Regions from separate parts of the Hordeum vulgare genome. Here region 2 is linked to region 1. Evidence: chromatin contacts called from public Hi-C data. All regions are on one chromosome and are shown on one strand. The core of a region is the stretch at or near the end of the contact, and the rest is flanking DNA. Distances in the headings are between cores, read along the strand shown.

Region 1 (4,754 bases), core at 1,034-3,533:
GCCGTGCCTCTCTACGGCAGGCGGTTGCGTGTTTATATGCAGGGGCCGATCTCCCTCATAGGCATACATACTTGGAGTACAAGTCAAGGAAGAGATAAGAAGAGATCGAGCCTATTACAAGATAAAGGAGATGCTTCGGTTCTATCTCTAGTAACCGAGAGTTTAAACCATCCTGGATACGTGTTATAGATGCTCACGTTCCAGGTACAGAGATATAGGTATAAATGATGTTTAACATGCTGTTTGTGTTGTTCGGACCCCTTGAGTTTTGTGACTGATAAAACGTTTGGCATCATGTGGTATCTAGACCCCTAGTGAAATCGCTTAAAAGACTTATATTTAGGAACGGAGGGAGTAGATGATAATAATGCGGAGCTTCAAGTGAAGATCATTGGATTTCCGGAGAGGAAAATCTTTTCATTCAGATAATGTAGCTATCCGTCTGTCTGTCTTATGTGAGACAGCATACGGATACGGTTCAGCCAGTGGTGAGTGGTGTTCTCGTATCTGCACAAATCAGCGGTCGCTATATCCATCACGCTGCGCTCGATGGCAACATCTGGGATGTGGCCAAACGCGTGCCGCTGATGGTGCATTCCAAAGAAAGAGAGTTGGCGTAGGCGCAAAATATGCACGGTTTCGTATGCGAAATGCTCTACCGAGACGTAAACCATATTACGAGTATTTCTCAGGTGCTCGTATAGATGCGCGTTCGCTTGGACAAGAAGCCAGCCATGCCCGCTGTGCAGGCTGAGGAGAGATCTGCCCTACCAAGAGCTGCTGGTGACCACTCTGAAAACAGGCTATTCGCAGCATTTGTCCAAACTCAACTAGGCCTGCCTCCCTCCAGCTCCATGAAATCTGAGAATCTGCGAAGTAAAAAAACTACTCCCTCTGTACCATGAAACCTGCTGCTCCTCCAACTCCGGGAGTGGAGATACGGAGTGGAAGACATTTGAACAGGCCCTTAGTAAAAACAAAAGAAACAAAAAAACAATAACAGGCCCTTAGCACTGTTTTTTCAGCTCAAATATGGGTCAGCCTGGCATTGTTCCCGGCTAGCGGGTTTTTCTCGGCAAAAATGCAGATTCTGAAAATACCTGTCAACATATTACAGGTACAAACGAGGAGTCAGATCGAAGGCGCTGACACACCATTCCCTCTGTGTCATCACCATGCTCTGAAAAGGAGTGATTGAAAAAAACCTACCACTTTAGGGTTTTGCGTCCTACTAAACTACCACATTTTAAAAAGTGAACGAAAACTATCAATTTTTTCTATTCTTGTGACTAAAAACTAGCACTTTCAAATAATGGCCAGATTAGATGACTTAAACATGTATATGACATGCGCGACCCATCCGTCAGGGCTGACTTGGCGGCAAAGTCAACTCCATCTATTTTGACCGTTAGGTTGAAAACATTTTTTTTTGGGGGGGGGGGGGGGGAGGGGAGGGGGTAGGAGAGGAGAGCCATCATCCTCTGTTATGCCTTGTTCTGTTCAAGGCAGTGTGCTGGATTGTTGACAGTGTCATGAAAGAAATATGACGGGCTTCACTTCAAGATCTAGATGATGCCCCGACGCGTTGTTGTGGAAAACTTGCTAAAAGAATCATGAAAGTTGCTAAAAACATTTATAACTTATGAAAAAGGAATGTAAGCTTATAAATAAAAATGAAATATAAAGTGTATAAAAAAAGAAAAAATACAGTAAAAGGAATATCATTTCTTATAAAAATGTGAATGTAAACTACATATGTATGATACATGCGATCAACATATATTATTAATTCAAAATCTAATGCAAAAAGTAACTTAAAGTAACATGCATGAAATGAATTAATGATATGATGCTTGCACGCATAGAGTAATAAAAAAATAATGTAATTTATGACTTGCATGTATGAGGTGCTCATGTGACATACTTGCATGTTTAGAAAAAATAACCAGTGGGTTGTAGCTATTTAAAAATAGAAGATGAATGCTTAGCCACTGAAGCTGCTATTTGTAAAGTGTGGTGAACGCCTTATTAATAAATCCTTCTGTTCAAAAGGAAAAAAAAAAAGTCGGCCCCAGTTTGCCTGATGCGGAGATCCTCACTGCCACCTGAAAGGAAGGTGACCAAACTTTTGCTAACCAAAAGGCAGGGCTCGCTTCGTTTTCTGTCAGCAAAGGGAGAAGCGACCTCTGCCCATGAAACAACGCCTCATCGACAAGCCTCTGAGATCCCCTCAAAAGAAGAAAAGACAAGACTCTGGGATGGAACTTGGAACAATTGATCGGCCGGGAGTGGGAATTCGTGGACATCGCTTGCTAGCTCGTCACTTTCGTAATAAGATACTCCCTGCGTGCTGTGTAAAAAAATATAAGAGCGTTTAAGTCACTACTAGTATTCTAGTTTCTGAAGGAAATGGCTTTTGAACTGGGTCGGGTGAGTTGCTCTTTCCCATGTTTGATGGTTAGCATTATGGGTACGGATTAGAGAAAAAGGTTCCCTTTTCTGGCTGTTCATACAACAGCTATACATGTTCTGAATGTATGCAGATAGCGGCCAGTTGTTTCAAGATGACTCCAATCGACCGACCTAAACAGACAATGAAATTTTGAATGACCCACGAAGGCAGATGTGCGCCCCTAGTCCATCTTTTCCAGCCATGACCCCAACAGGACGACCCATTTGATCCGCTCTATTTGTTCTTTTGTTATTTTTTCTTATTTTGGACATTCTATACATTTACATCCAATAAACAAATGAATGAAACATTGTGTATTATCAAACAGACAAGACACACAGTTTACAACTAAATAAATAGAAATCACATAGTTTACAACCAAATAAATATAAGTTATAGCAAATAAATTGGAAGAAAAATAGCAGACACAACTGTAGGTTTCTCATTAAACAACCGCATCCTGAAGCATCGCCGGAAAAGCTTGGCAAGGAATAGTGGTTTTGTCTCATATAAATAATCATCAAAAAGTAGGCACGGCCGTTTTCTCTGTTATGATTCAACTCAGGCGCATGGACACATATCGGTACCCTGAACAATAGTTGTTGCCTCGCAATGTGCATCCACGAGAAGTGTAGCAACAACAACATCACTATCATCATCGAGCGATAATGAGCATTCAAAGTTGTTGTAAAAACTCGTTCTGAGCTATCCGCCATGATCCTTTTGAGTGATGTGAATCCGTACCTCACTAGAAACGGCGGGCATGGACGAGTCTCGGACGTGCAAACTGCCGAACACCTTGTGGGAGGGCGTGGATGACTCTCGACAAGTGAAGGGCCAAACCCTTGGCCCGTCTAGGCAGCTGGGCTGGCGAACCCCACATTCTTGGAAAGTGACCGTGGAGGTGGAAGCGGTGTGCCGACGAGCGGAGATGACCCTGGGTAGGGTGCGAGCCGCACGCTATACCAGTGATGGCACAAGCTAAACCAACGCCCACAATGGGGTGGTGGTGGATGCAACGACTATATATGGGTAAGGACTCCGGGGGTGGTAAAGAGGCCGAAAGCTAGGCGACGACGGCAAGGACGACATGGTCAGGGAGGTCAATCTCGTTTGGGAAGGGGGTGTGATAATCTCCAAGTGTAAGGAATCATCATAACACTTTACAAAGATGGAAGTGATAAGTATGAAGTGTCGAACCCGCAAGAAGCTAAAGGTAAGATCGGTATTCTCTCAAGTCCTATGTGCCACCAATACAACTCTACATACATCGAACGTTTTCTTCTATCTAGTAACGAGAAATAAAACTGCGTTGTGGGTATAATGGAGAAAAAAAAATATGAAAATAGTCGCTGCCTAAATAAAGTTAGAATATATTACAAATAGTGAGTGTGGAATAATGATGGTATGGTGTGCAAAATTATCCTAGGCAATTGATAATAAGATCGGTAATCATTCTTGCAATTTTATATGAGGGAGAGGCATGAGCTAACATACTTTATGTACTTGAATCATATGAACTTATGATTGAACCTCTAGCAAGCATCCGTAACTAATAAAAATCATTAAGGTAACCCAACCATAGCATTAAACATCAAGTCCATTTTACTCTCATATGCAACAATCCCCTTACTCAGTTGTAAGCTTCACCCTACATCGAGAGTCCCTCATGTGGGTGTGGAATGAAGGGCACCATAGGGCAACACCAAAATAAAATATACTCCCTTCGATATGTTTTCTCTGCGTATAACTTCAATCCCGCATACCAAGGACGACCGCGCTCACTTTAGGCTACCCGTAATGGGTGTATCATAGGTAGTATCATGCATGTCAACTAGGCAATTTCGATGAGGTGACATAGAATTAAATGAAGAAAGAGAGGGTTGAGTATTATATCATGATACCGTATCATATTAAATGATGTGCTACTATATGTATTTCATGACAATAAATGAACCATTCTATGATACTAGTAACACATGATACCATGCATTATGGTTGTGGTATCATATGCATAATACTAGTATATTGATAGTATCCATTACAACCAACCTTATTCTGGACAAATTTACCATCATAACGATTCCGTTTGCATGGAGTAAAAGTCGCGTTGCTGTAACCGTGCATGCAGTTGATCGGTTTGCATGCCAGCATGCGCGCACACCGCCCTATTTCTCTGCATGCAACAACTTTCTCTCCGCTCATGAGAGGCAAGTGGCCAATAACCGCATGGGAGGCGAGTAAATTAGGGAGATGAATTAACTGCAGCTGCTGCATGTAATGCGGAGTAAAACATTAGGGG
Region 2 (4,802 bases), core at 2,053-4,552, 45 kb before region 1:
ATATGTGTGATTACCGAATGTTGTTCGGAGTCCCGAATGAGATCACAGACGTCATGAGGGTTTCCGGAATGGTCCGAAAACGAAGATTGATATATAGGATGGTTTCATTTGGTTACCGAAAGGTTTTCGGGCATTACCGGCATTGTACCGGGAGTGACGATTGGGTTCCGGAAGTTCACTGGGAGGGGGACAACCCGCCCGGGGGAAGCCCCTTAGTGGGCTGGTGGGACAGCCCAAGAGGGCCTTGGCGCCAAGAGAAGAAAATCAAAGAAAGGAAAAAAAGGAGAAGTGGGAAGGAAGAGAAGGACTCCACTTTTCAATCCTAATTGGAGTAGGATTCCTCCTCTCCTCCCTGGCCGGCGCACCCTTGCGGGCTTGCCCCTCAAGGCAAGCTTCCTCCGCCTCCCTCCTATATATAGTGGTGATTTAGGGTTGATTTGAGACAACTTTTGCCACGTGTAACTCAGATCTAGACGCCATAGTTCTTTCTCTAGATCGTATTTCTGCGGAGCTCGGGCGGAGCCCTGCAGGAGTAGATCATCACCACCACCGGAGCTCCGTCACGCTGCCGGAGAACTCATCTACTTCTCTGTCTTGCTTGCTGGATCAAGAATGCCGAGATCATCGTCGAGTTGCACGTGTGCTGAACGCGGAGGTGCCCTCGATTCGGCGCTAGATCGGAACGGATCGTGGGACGGTTCGTGGGGGCAGATAGAGGGACGTGAGGACGTTCCACTACATCAACCGCGTTTCTTAACGCTTCCTGTTGTGCGATCTACAAGGGTATGTAGATCCAAATCTCCTCTCGTAGGTGGACATCATCATGATAGGTCTTCGTGTGCGTAGGAATTTTTTTATTTCCCATGCAACGTTCCCAGCAGTGGATGCTGGAGAACTCGGGGTCGACTATCTTGCGCTCGTCGAACGCCGTCTTGACCCTTTTCCACCAGGTGTCGGCATTCTGATTCGCGTCTATGATTGGGTCGATGCTGAGAGTCTTCCATGCTTTGACGTCCATTTGACACGAGCCTCGACCGACGTGGCGTTGGACGACCGCCCCTTCTTTCTCCCTTTGGTCGCTGGCACCGCCGGTTGTTCCTCTTACACCTCATTGACATCGTCGTGCTGGACGTCCTCCGTGTCGCCGGCGTTGCCCAACGTTTCCTCTTGTGTGCGACCCCGAGGCATGAAGCGGCGACGGCTGAGCCGTTCGTGATGATCTCGTCCATCTTGACACCGACGGTGCTAAACTACGCTGAGCTTGGTGGGAAGGGCATGGGTCCACGCGCACAGTCCTCACAAGCAAGGCTGAGTACGTCAGCGAGTAGCCGTATTGGGTGGCGAGGACGGCGATGAACGCGGAGGGCGTGCGTGGGCCGGGGCTAATGAAGATGGAGGAGCGCAGTGCAGAGCAATGCGAGAAGGTGATGTTGGGGTTGAAGCTGCCGAATGCATCACCGTCGGCGTATTCGGGCGAGCGCGCGTGCCTCCACACTAACGACGAGAAGCTGGCCAATGACGCGACGCTCTGCTGGCTACCCCATGCGCCTTGTGGGTACTTGCTTGTCTGTTGAGGCGGAAGGATCTCACGCGAGACGGCCCCTCCTATTCCGTCGCAGTGTCCCTAACCTTCTTCATGTTGAGGCTGTTTTGTTGGTCGTTGGTGACTGCCGCCCGACGATTAACGTCGGCCTTTCACTAGGCGTTGTCAAGCCCGGGGGCCTTGGCATCAGCGCCCTCGACTTCCTCGACTTTTGCCGGGGATCGGTGGCTTGACGAGGGGCGGCGTACTTCTTCGGCAACATGGTGGGAGGATGTGTGGAAAAAGGCGGAAGCCGTGGGAGAGATGGAGGATGGTGGGAAGAAAAAGGGAGGGAACAACGAAAAACGTCAGGAAACTAGACTGTTTTCGTCGACAGTGCGGATCCACGCGTCTTTTCGTTTCAGCCGGCGTCCGAGACGTCCGTGGTGCGTTGGGTTTGGCTTGGCTTCGTGAGATGTAATTTAGACCCAAACCAACGAAAAACGAGGATCCGGAACACGGGTGGGACATTTTCATCACCGGCGAAAAAAATACATGCCCGTCGGCCCAGCGCGCAGGAGCGACGGCCGGGCGGCGGGACACGATCGTGGTCACGTACGCACGCACTCTTGACCGCCCGCAGGCGTGCATGCACCTGACCGGCCGGGACGCTGGCGGTGCGTGCGTGACGGAATCGTGTTGCCCTTCCCCGTTCCCCCGCGCCTCGGTATCATCGACCAGCACAAGTCCTAGCTTTAGTTTTTGCTTGTTTGGGATCACGTGAGGGCGGCAGTGATTGCCACGCCGAGGCCCCAGCACCAGCAGAGCATATGCTTTCCACCTGTGCCGCGCTCGCCCGAGGGAGGGACGCAGCAGCGGCCGCACACTTGGCGCACGGCCCCCGGCGGCGCGGCGGACGTGCGGCCACGTCCGTCGCTGCGTGCCGACGTCGTAGCACGTAAGCAGCCTCGGCGTTCGCGTCGCCGCTCCTACACTATTAATGGAGGGTGGAGTGCAGAGGAGAGCGCGTGCGTGCGGCGGGGGAGACCGCTGGTGTGTGGAATTCCAGTTGTGCCCGTGCAAGTTTCACACAACTATGCTCCTCCCCGCAAAAAAATAATAATTACCACTGTAGTTATTTAAAAAACAGACGTTGTCTCCAACGCTGGATATTCCCACCGACTTCGTCCTCGCAGCACACCGTTTTCAGTTTAATCGACCGTGGTATACCAATGCCGGTGTATTTTATCCACCACTCACTGACCGCGTGTCACCGTCAAGGACGCAGCCGTGTGATCTAGACTTAATGGCAGATGTTTTTTGTATGAGGTTTGGATTGTACTTTCTCAGCTTCAAAATACAAGTCTTTTTAATATTTCATTAAAGAACTACATACGAAGCAGAATACATCAGTTTATGATATCTGTACACATTTATAAGTAGTTTTTTTAATAAAACATTTTAAAAGACTTATATCTAATAACGAAGGTAGTAGATGTTGGATTGCATAGTAACAGTATACCAAACATTGAAGAAACGAAAGTGAAACGGCCTTTACCGGAAAGAAAAAGCCGAGATGACTTCTCTTCCACTTTAAGAAAAAGGAGATCTAGACTCCACCCCGGCGTGGAGGAAAAGAACAACCTTGGCCCAGCCAGCTGCCCATCGCCGACCGGAAGCGTGAAAAAAATTTGTAGACGAGCGAGGCCAAATCGGTAAAAACGTGACGACCGGAGCTCCAGGAATAAATAAGTAAGCGGCCGGGTGGCGGCCCAGCAGTCCGCACCCGTGGCGCCTGTCGACCGCGGTCCCATCGCAGCGCAACCCAAGACACCGCCGCGCCGCGGGGCAAAAACCTGAGGTGGAGATCGCGCGAGGCGAGGCGAGGCCACACCCCCGCACCGCACCGCATCGCCATCTCTCTCTCTCTCTCTCTCTCTCTCTCTCTCTCGGCTCCTCGTCACCACACGCATCTCAGCCCATCCGCTCCTCGGCGCCGGCGGCGTACCACGGCCACGGCGGCGCTCGGCTCCCCCCCGGCCATGGCCTCCAGGATGGCGCTCCGCCCCCACGCCGTCACGCCCCCGCTCTCCGCCGCCGGACGCGCCGCCCGCAGGACCGGCAGCCTCAGGGTCCTCGCCGTCGCCTCCTCCGCCTCCGCCTCCGCCAAGTAAGCCACGCCTCTCTCCCCCGCCCCTTCGTCTCCAGTGAGTTGTACAACGGCACCGGCGAGGTTGGCCCCTCTCCACTCCTCCGTGCACACATAGATTGGATGGATCGTCTCTAGGCGCCCACGCGAGCAACCTTCCAGTATTGTCAATTCGTTCATTTCCCTCGTTATCTCCTTCGTTATCTGTCGTCAGATTCGACTTCCCCGTCCCGCCCGCACATGGCCGCCGAACCTCTCCTCCGCAGATCAGGCGAAAACGCCACAGTAGAAGAACAGCAGCGCAACTGTTTCCATTTAATTTCCTGCGAGCGCTGGCCAGTTTCCCTGCGCGGATTGACCTGCCGCCTGCTCCCACGGTTCGTTTTGCCTTCCACCGTTCCACATTTACTTTACCCCGATGGGACCTTCTACTAGAGTATGTTGCGTGCCGCGAGCGTTTGCCCCTTGATTATCACCACTGCCGCGTCCCAGAATGGCTACGGACGCGGTACCCACTCCAGTGCAGTCGTCCCCATTAACTGCCTTCAGTTTCGGTACTGGCCGGCCGGTGGCTGGCCCAGGTCGGTTTCATTCATCACAACGGCTTGCAATCATCCTTCACTCATTCACCATTAAGCTGCCCACTTCGTTGCATCGGAGACCGACCGAGGTGGACTATCGTTGTCGGCCTGATTCGGCCGCCCGGTGGTCCATGGCCCATGTTTTCACTACTGTGGGATTTAATTTTCCCAGATGCTTGCTGTCTTAGGTTGTTGCTGCTGTTTTTATGACGGCTCTCTGTTGTTCATCTGCTCGCTTGACGTGTTCCTTAAAAGTTATTAAATACATGGTGACACCTGATGGAGGATGGGCTTAGGAGGATGACATCTGATGGAGGATGGGTTTAGGAGGATGACACCTGATGGAGGATGGGCTTGGGAGGATGACACCTGAAGGAGCATGGGGCTATTGACTGAAGCCCCCTGCTCCCATGGTTCCATGCTGGCCTATGTTTCTTAGAAATCCCATACTCGACATTTTCACACTGGAAGTCTCAAAATGACGAGGTTTCTTGCAGAACATGGATATCACTGTTTCTGCTATCTGAAGTTCATCCAAGTAGGTTCTGTA

What was found. Hi-C and Micro-C count contacts between places; a contact is called where the count stands out from the background.
Region 2: a Hi-C map of leaf shows a contact between it and region 1, with 2.6 times the contacts expected there. The contact joins the promoter of LOC123445226 here to the enhancer-like site in region 1. A contact is called at or near these places in 3 of 6 Hi-C or Micro-C datasets (leaf and seedling).

Annotation. Positions count from the first base shown.
Region 1 is chr3H:573,174,545-573,179,298 of MorexV3_pseudomolecules_assembly, reverse strand. No RefSeq gene overlaps it. Among protein-coding and RNA genes, the nearest start is that of LOC123445224, 26 kb to the right of the region's middle. Within about 2 kb of position 2,283, at least 1 of the 3 cell types and tissues checked has open chromatin away from gene starts, as enhancers often do. A contact at or near this core is called in leaf, where this site is marked.
Region 2 is chr3H:573,220,430-573,225,231 of MorexV3_pseudomolecules_assembly, reverse strand. It overlaps LOC123445226 (stearoyl-[acyl-carrier-protein] 9-desaturase 2, chloroplastic), which reads left to right and starts at 3,302. Exons shown (of 3, transcript XM_045122186.1): 1 at 3,302-3,692. The coding sequence starts at 3,565.